Regions from separate parts of the Mus musculus genome. Here region 2 is linked to region 1. The links are chromatin contacts, called in public Hi-C maps. All regions are on one chromosome and are shown on one strand. The core of a region is the stretch at or near the end of the contact, and the rest is flanking DNA. Distances in the headings are between cores, read along the strand shown.

Region 1 (3,144 bases), core at 276-2,775:
TTCAGGGCATTCACAAACAGTAGGAGAGTTAGGGTCACAGTCTGCTGGGCACGAAGTTTCATTGCAGAACATTTCGCACTTGTGCGGTTCATCCGGCTTGGGTGCGAAGCCTGGAGCGCAGATGCATCGGTAGTCGGTGGGGCTCACTGGCTGGCACTGAAACTCGCAGTTAGATCCGAAACACGGATCCAGAAGCTCCACGCACTCTCCATCCACCAACTCATAGCCATCATAGCAGAAGCATTCGAAGCCGCCCTTGGTGTTAACACAGAGCTGGGGACATGGATTGGGCCCCTGCTTACAGTCATCCACGTCCTCACACCGGTGTCCGTCTGCAGCCAACTGGTAGCCTGTCTCACACATACAGGAGTAAGAGCCTGGCACTTCAGCGTTGCTGACACAAAAATGCTCGCAGAGTTCGTTGCACGATTGAACCACAGGTCTTGCACACGAACGTCCATCGGCCTGCAGGTCCATGTCTCTGGGGCAGAGGCATCTGGGTTCATTCGTGCTCCTATTGCACAAGTACTCACAGCCACCATTCTCCACGCTGCAATTCCAGGCTCCTGTCGCTTCCCAAGCCCAGTGTCCCTCTGAAGTTCCGGGCGGGGCCCTGCACACCAGCTCCAAGCCAAGGGGCTCCACCGCGGCGGAACTGCCTACCGGCAGCGTTTGAAAGTCCGCACCACTGACCCCGAACGGGGTGTTGTAGGTACTAGAGATGTGGGCAGCCTCAGGATCGCGAGTATTCACCGTCAGAGGCCTGCAGGAAGCTGTGAAGTAAAACTCACAGAGGAAACCCTGGGTCTCAGTCTCGCATGGCTTCTCTTCCCAGGCCGGCTCGCCGGGTGCAGCTTCAGTTGCTGTCGAGACCGTGACGCACAGAGGGCCGCAGAGTGGAGCCGTCTGGTCGTTGGGCCGCGCCCACCTGCTGTAACTGGTGTGGTTATCGCCAGTAACCCACTGGAAGCCGCGCAGGGGCCCGAGATGCACCGGGTCGTCACAGCCCTGCGGGAGCTGTAAACCGATCCAGGGCCCTAAATCCATACTGCTCTGGCTCAGCAGAAGGGAGATGACATCGGCAGCCACTGAGGAGCGCACTGTCATCAAATGTCCTTGCAGGCGCTGGCAGGCCTGGCTGGCATCGAGGAAGGTCGCGGGGCCCTGGAAAAGCGCGAAGCACTCATGCTCCACGCATTGACTGCCTGTGGGCTGCAGCTTGGCTAGTGCGGAGAGCCCCAGGCTAGCTGGAGCCAGCACACCCAGAAAGAAAATCCCAAGCATGCTGTCCAGGGGTGCACCGTGCAAGTTCCGAGAAAAGCTAGCCCTGCGCTGGTGCAGACACCCAGTCCAGGCAGAGGGGTTTCCGTATGCCTGCGGCGACAGCAGCTAGCCTCTATCACAACCTAGACGTTTCTAGCCCAGGCTCCTAGTCCCTGCGAGGCAGCCTCTAACATGCCACTCCGCTGAAGCTCCAGTTTATAAATGCGCGGCCCTCCCTCTTTGCACGTTCGGGAAAAGGAAGGAAGTGCCTGGTGGGAAGGGCTGATGCTGCGTTCTCGGATTACTGGGTTCTCCGGACGCCTTGCGCCCGCCCTCCAGCCTGGGATCACCTCTGCGCGATGAGTTAAAAAGTCTGTCTGGGCGTTGGGAGGCCCTCGGGCGTGGCCTGCAGGCGCCACCACAGAACAGAACTGTGTCAGCAAGACGACAGTTCCTGCCCCAGACTCTCCGGTATAGCCCGCGGGTAGCCTGTGTTTAAACCTCTACACACGTACACACACTCAGACGCGAACACACACACACTCACACTCACACTTCCACATAGATGCTACCAAAGTTTGGAAGATGGTCCGGTTGGTGGGGCAGGGAAAAGAAAAGTCCAGTAGAGGTGTGTCTGAGACTTGCAAGACTCTGAAAAAGGTGAGCTAAATGCAAGGCAGGAACTCAGGAAGCCTGGCTGCATTGACAATCGGAGGTTTAGGTCCCAAATGACCTTGGAGGAGGCCAGGGGAAACAATACTAGGGCAGCAAGAGGAGAGAGTGGTCTAATAACCCCAAACCCTTCTCCAGTCTCCATTCCTCTCCTGTTCTGAGCAGGCATCTCCAAGGCCAGACCCTATCTAGTTGCTTGAGAACATCGTGCAAGTTTTGTCTGGGCTCAGAGATCATGGCCCCCTTTCCCAGTTCAATTCCTGCAGAATCCTCTGGGGAAGGTGTGTTGCGTTCCTTTGTTCTGGTTTGTTTTGTTTTCCTCCAAGCCTATCTCAGACCCCTCAATGAAACTGGCCCCGGGGTGGGGAGGGGGGGAGGGGGCTTTGCAAGGAGACTGTATGAGCTACAATAGAGCCTACTTGGTTCCTTTTGACGTGATCATTTCCATCGTCATTTGAGAGTCTCAAAAGATAGAGGTGCCTACACAATCCGTTTGCTCACAAAGGGCATTGAAGAGGAGTGTCTTGTGGGCAGCTGGGAGGGGAGGAAGGGAATCTGTCACTTAAGACTTTTAGATGCTAAGCACTCACCAAGAATGTGGAGGGCTGTGTTCAAATCAAAGCTTAGCCACCTCCTCCCCACCTCTCTCATCTGCCTATTCCCCAAGCGTGCGCGTCATCACACACACACACACACACACACACACACACACACACACACACCAAGAGGACCCTGCACTCCGTGGCAGTCACTTCCACCCCACTGCCAGGAGGCGGTGCTGTTGAACTCTAGACCAATCCAAGGACAGTAGAGCATTACTTACTACAACTGCTACGGAGCAGCTCAGACTGCCTGGAGCAAAGCTGAAGGTTAGGAAATTCGTCTGTGGGAAGCCTCGCGAAGTTCCCATGGCTTACAAATGAATAGCTTCTCTGGTTCAGTACAGCTCGGACTTTAGATGAGAACAGAAGGCTGCGGTGTCCTCACGTGGAGAAAAACATTCACAGAGGGACGCGTGGCCAAGAGGGTGAAATGAGGCAGGCAGATTTCTGAGTTCGAGGCCAGCCTGGTCTACAAAGTGAGCTCCAGGACAGCCAGGGCTATACAGAGAAACCCTGTCTCAAAAAAACCAAAAAAAAAAAAAAAAAAAAAAAAAAAAAAAAAAAAAAAAGAGGGTGAAATGAAAGCACTGAAATTGTAAAAAGAAGC
Region 2 (2,920 bases), core at 221-2,720, 83 kb after region 1:
CATAATGATGGCTGATCCCATGAGGAAACTGAGTCTCAGAAAAGCTGACCTGACACAGACCCAATGGGCTTTACCCCTAGCTTCTTAAATGGAGCAGTGGTTCCAACATGTGTGGATCACTGAGCCCCGTAAGCCATTGGGTAAGTGTCAGGGCAACAGAGAGTCAATCTATATGGGTTAGCTGATGAACTATATGGAAGGGTTCTGAACTGGATCTGGGTGTAAGCAGAAGGAAAGACAACCCTTGAATCTGTCTTCTCAGGAGAGCAGGGCTGGGCTGTAGATGTATGTCAAGTAGAGGGCAGGAAGACCATGCAGGATTGAGAGTAGAATAAAAGACCCTTCAAAATACAAAATACATTAGGTGACCCTGATGTGTCAGGTCACCTTCTAAAGCCTCAGGCTCATGTTTAAATAAGGCATGGCCAAGGGGACCTTAGAACACCTTTACAGAGTAAACATAAGAATCTTGGTCTGAAGCTGGGCGTGGTGGCACACGCCTTTAATCCCAGCACTCGGGAGGCAGAGGCAGGCGGATTTCTGAGTTCGAGGCCAGCCTGGTCTACAAAGTGAGTTCCAGGACAGCCAGTGCTATACAGAGAAACCCTGTCTCGAAAAACCAAAAAAAAAAAAAAAAAATCTTGGTCTGAGCTAGTCACTTATATGAAGGGAGAGGACAGGAGATGATTGGAGAGGCTTTGTCCCTGGAGTCTCCACAGTCCTGCCAGGTAATGGACAGTCACTGTGTACGGGCACAGTAGTACCTTACACACCGATTACTGTACTCGATTCACAAAGACTTGTATGTCCACTTAATTCGGAACACTGCTGCAAGCAACAGGGTCCCTGAGGAGTGAGACTGGCGTGGCTCTACTTTCTTGTCTTCACCTCTCTCCACACATACGTAGGGGTAAATTCACTCATGGTAGGAAAAAGGATAAGATTAGAAGCAGGAAGGGAGCTGGCCAGCCACACCCATCTCCAGAAGAACTGTTGAGAGACAGGAGGAGGGAGCAGGGTGGGCAGATAAATAAACCAGGAGACCGTGGGCAGTGGACCCCTCGGCACAATAACATTTCTTCCTTCCTGTGCCTAGAACAATGAGTCTCACCATGTCAAGGAGCAGCAGAGTCAGAGATCGTCCACTGATCAAAGAGAGTTTATGCAAACTGTCGCCATCAGGAGAGAGACTGGCTCACCCAGTGCCAAGGATCAAGCCATTCATTCTCAGATCCTGAGCCTGATTCTGTTGCTTTCTGTCTCCTGCTTGGCCAGAGTTACCACAGTCCCAGGCTGGCCCTGCTCCCCTGCCTTTGTGACCTCCACTAGCTCCCTCAGTATCTGCTCCCTGGATTCCAAAGTTTAAGAAGGTTGGTCAGTGCCCCTTAGGTCTTCCAGAGTCTTCTATGGGAACTGCAGAGGTTTGTTCCAGCTACCCCTCCATGTAGGAACTTATGCACAGTTTCATTCAGAGAGAGACACTTCCTCAAGTGGCTTGACCAAACTGACCTCGTCACTGTCCATTCTCCCTTCCACTAAAGTGTTCCCACCCCTCCATTCAGCCTGGCAAGAAATCTTTGTGCCCATTCTCAGATGGCTACATCCCACCTCCATCACCTGTCAGAAGTCAGCTGCAGACACCCAAGATTGACTACTGGGTGTCTATATAGTCTTCCCAGCAGCCCGCCTTTGACCCTTTCAAAGCTTGTAAAAGATTAAGGACATACCCTGTAAGAAATACCCCTTTCTTCTCACAAACCTGGCATTATTTTGGCTGACACTTCTTGTCCACTCCCATGCTCCGCTGCTCCCCCTACATTTGGGGTCGTTTTCTCTGTTTCTGGCTAATTTTTTCTGAGTTGATCGATATTTTGATTCTTAGATCATCTACACTGAGGTTGCCTTTTCCTATAAATGCATAGTAGGAAATGGTTAAAGTGTGTTAGTGTAGTACTGAAATTGTCTGAGATTCTGTCCCAGTCACAAACAAAAATTATTGGACTTAGATTAAAATGCAAGTCAGCAGCTCAAATAGCATTTTTCACTTCCTTTTTTTTCTGAAATATATTTTAATCATACTCATTTCCCTTTCCCAACTCTCCCAAGATCCTTCCTATCCTTCTTCTTATCTACTAACTTCATGTTTCTCTCTGTTTCTCCCTGTCTCTTTATCCTCTGTCTCTCCCTTCCCCACCCCCTCACCTCCAAAACAAAATCCAACAAAACAAAAAATAAACACCAAAACAAAAACTCTCCCCTCTCTCTCCTTCTCTCTCTCTCTCTCTCTCTCTCTCTCTCTCTCTCTCTCTCTCTCTCACACACACACACAAATAAAAATAAAAATACCATAGAGCCTGCCCAGAGTTGGATAGACACACCCAGTGACACTCCTTTGAAGAAAACTCATTTTCCCTGAACCAGCAGGTATGAGTTGCAAGTAGCCTCCTGAGTATCTCATGAGACTTTGTGTCTACTCTCCATGCTCAGAGCTAGGGGACTTTGTCTGGTCAAGTAGCAATTTTTAAAATAAGCTATCTAACACTAATACAATGAAAAGATACATCAATTTGACATATGCTGAGGAATGATGGCAGTAAAATATTAAGTCCTCTTTTTTGTAATTAAGCCATTGTTTCTATAAGAGCAGAAACCTGTATAAACAGCAAAAAACCAAAAAAAAAAAAAAAAACCAAAAAAAAAAAAACCACCATAATCTACAGCGGCCTTGAATCTGAGCAAGGTATTTTCTGCAGTGCCTACTCCCACTGTTCAGGACTGAGGCTGCAGTACAGTCTTGTGATGTTCAGAGGGTAAGTGCTGCCAGAGATACCTTGATCCATTGCCCATCTGATCTTGATTTAATCTTGGCCATTTTGTGGTCAGAAGCCTTTTACTATTGACAAGATTTTCATGACCACCA

What was found. A called contact is a pair of places that touch in the nucleus more often than the background predicts.
Region 2: a contact with region 1 is called in a Hi-C map of bone marrow-derived macrophages, with 53 read pairs. The contact joins the enhancer-like site here to the promoter of Thbd in region 1. A contact is called at or near these places in 7 of 39 promoter capture datasets (the C10 cell line, the HPC-7 cell line, macrophages and 3 more), 7 of 484 Hi-C or Micro-C datasets (bone marrow-derived macrophages, nephron progenitors, peritoneal macrophages and 1 more), 7 of 115 datasets of contacts at active chromatin or transcription factors (the HPC-7 cell line, bone marrow-derived macrophages, embryonic stem cells and 4 more) and 3 of 9 other capture datasets (adipose tissue, embryonic stem cells and liver).

What each region holds. Positions count from the first base shown.
Region 1 is chr2:148,406,663-148,409,806 of GRCm38.p6, forward strand. Thbd (thrombomodulin) reads right to left here and starts at 1,526. Exons shown (of 1, transcript NM_009378.3): 1 at 1-1,526. The coding sequence starts at 1,284.
Region 2 is chr2:148,489,306-148,492,225 of GRCm38.p6, forward strand. No RefSeq gene overlaps it. Among named protein-coding and RNA genes, the nearest start is that of Cd93, 47 kb to the left of the region's middle. Within about 2 kb of position 1,471, at least 49 of the 459 cell types and tissues checked have an H3K27ac peak or open chromatin away from gene starts, as enhancers often do. A contact at or near this core is called in the HPC-7 cell line, bone marrow-derived macrophages, macrophages and 2 more, where this site is marked.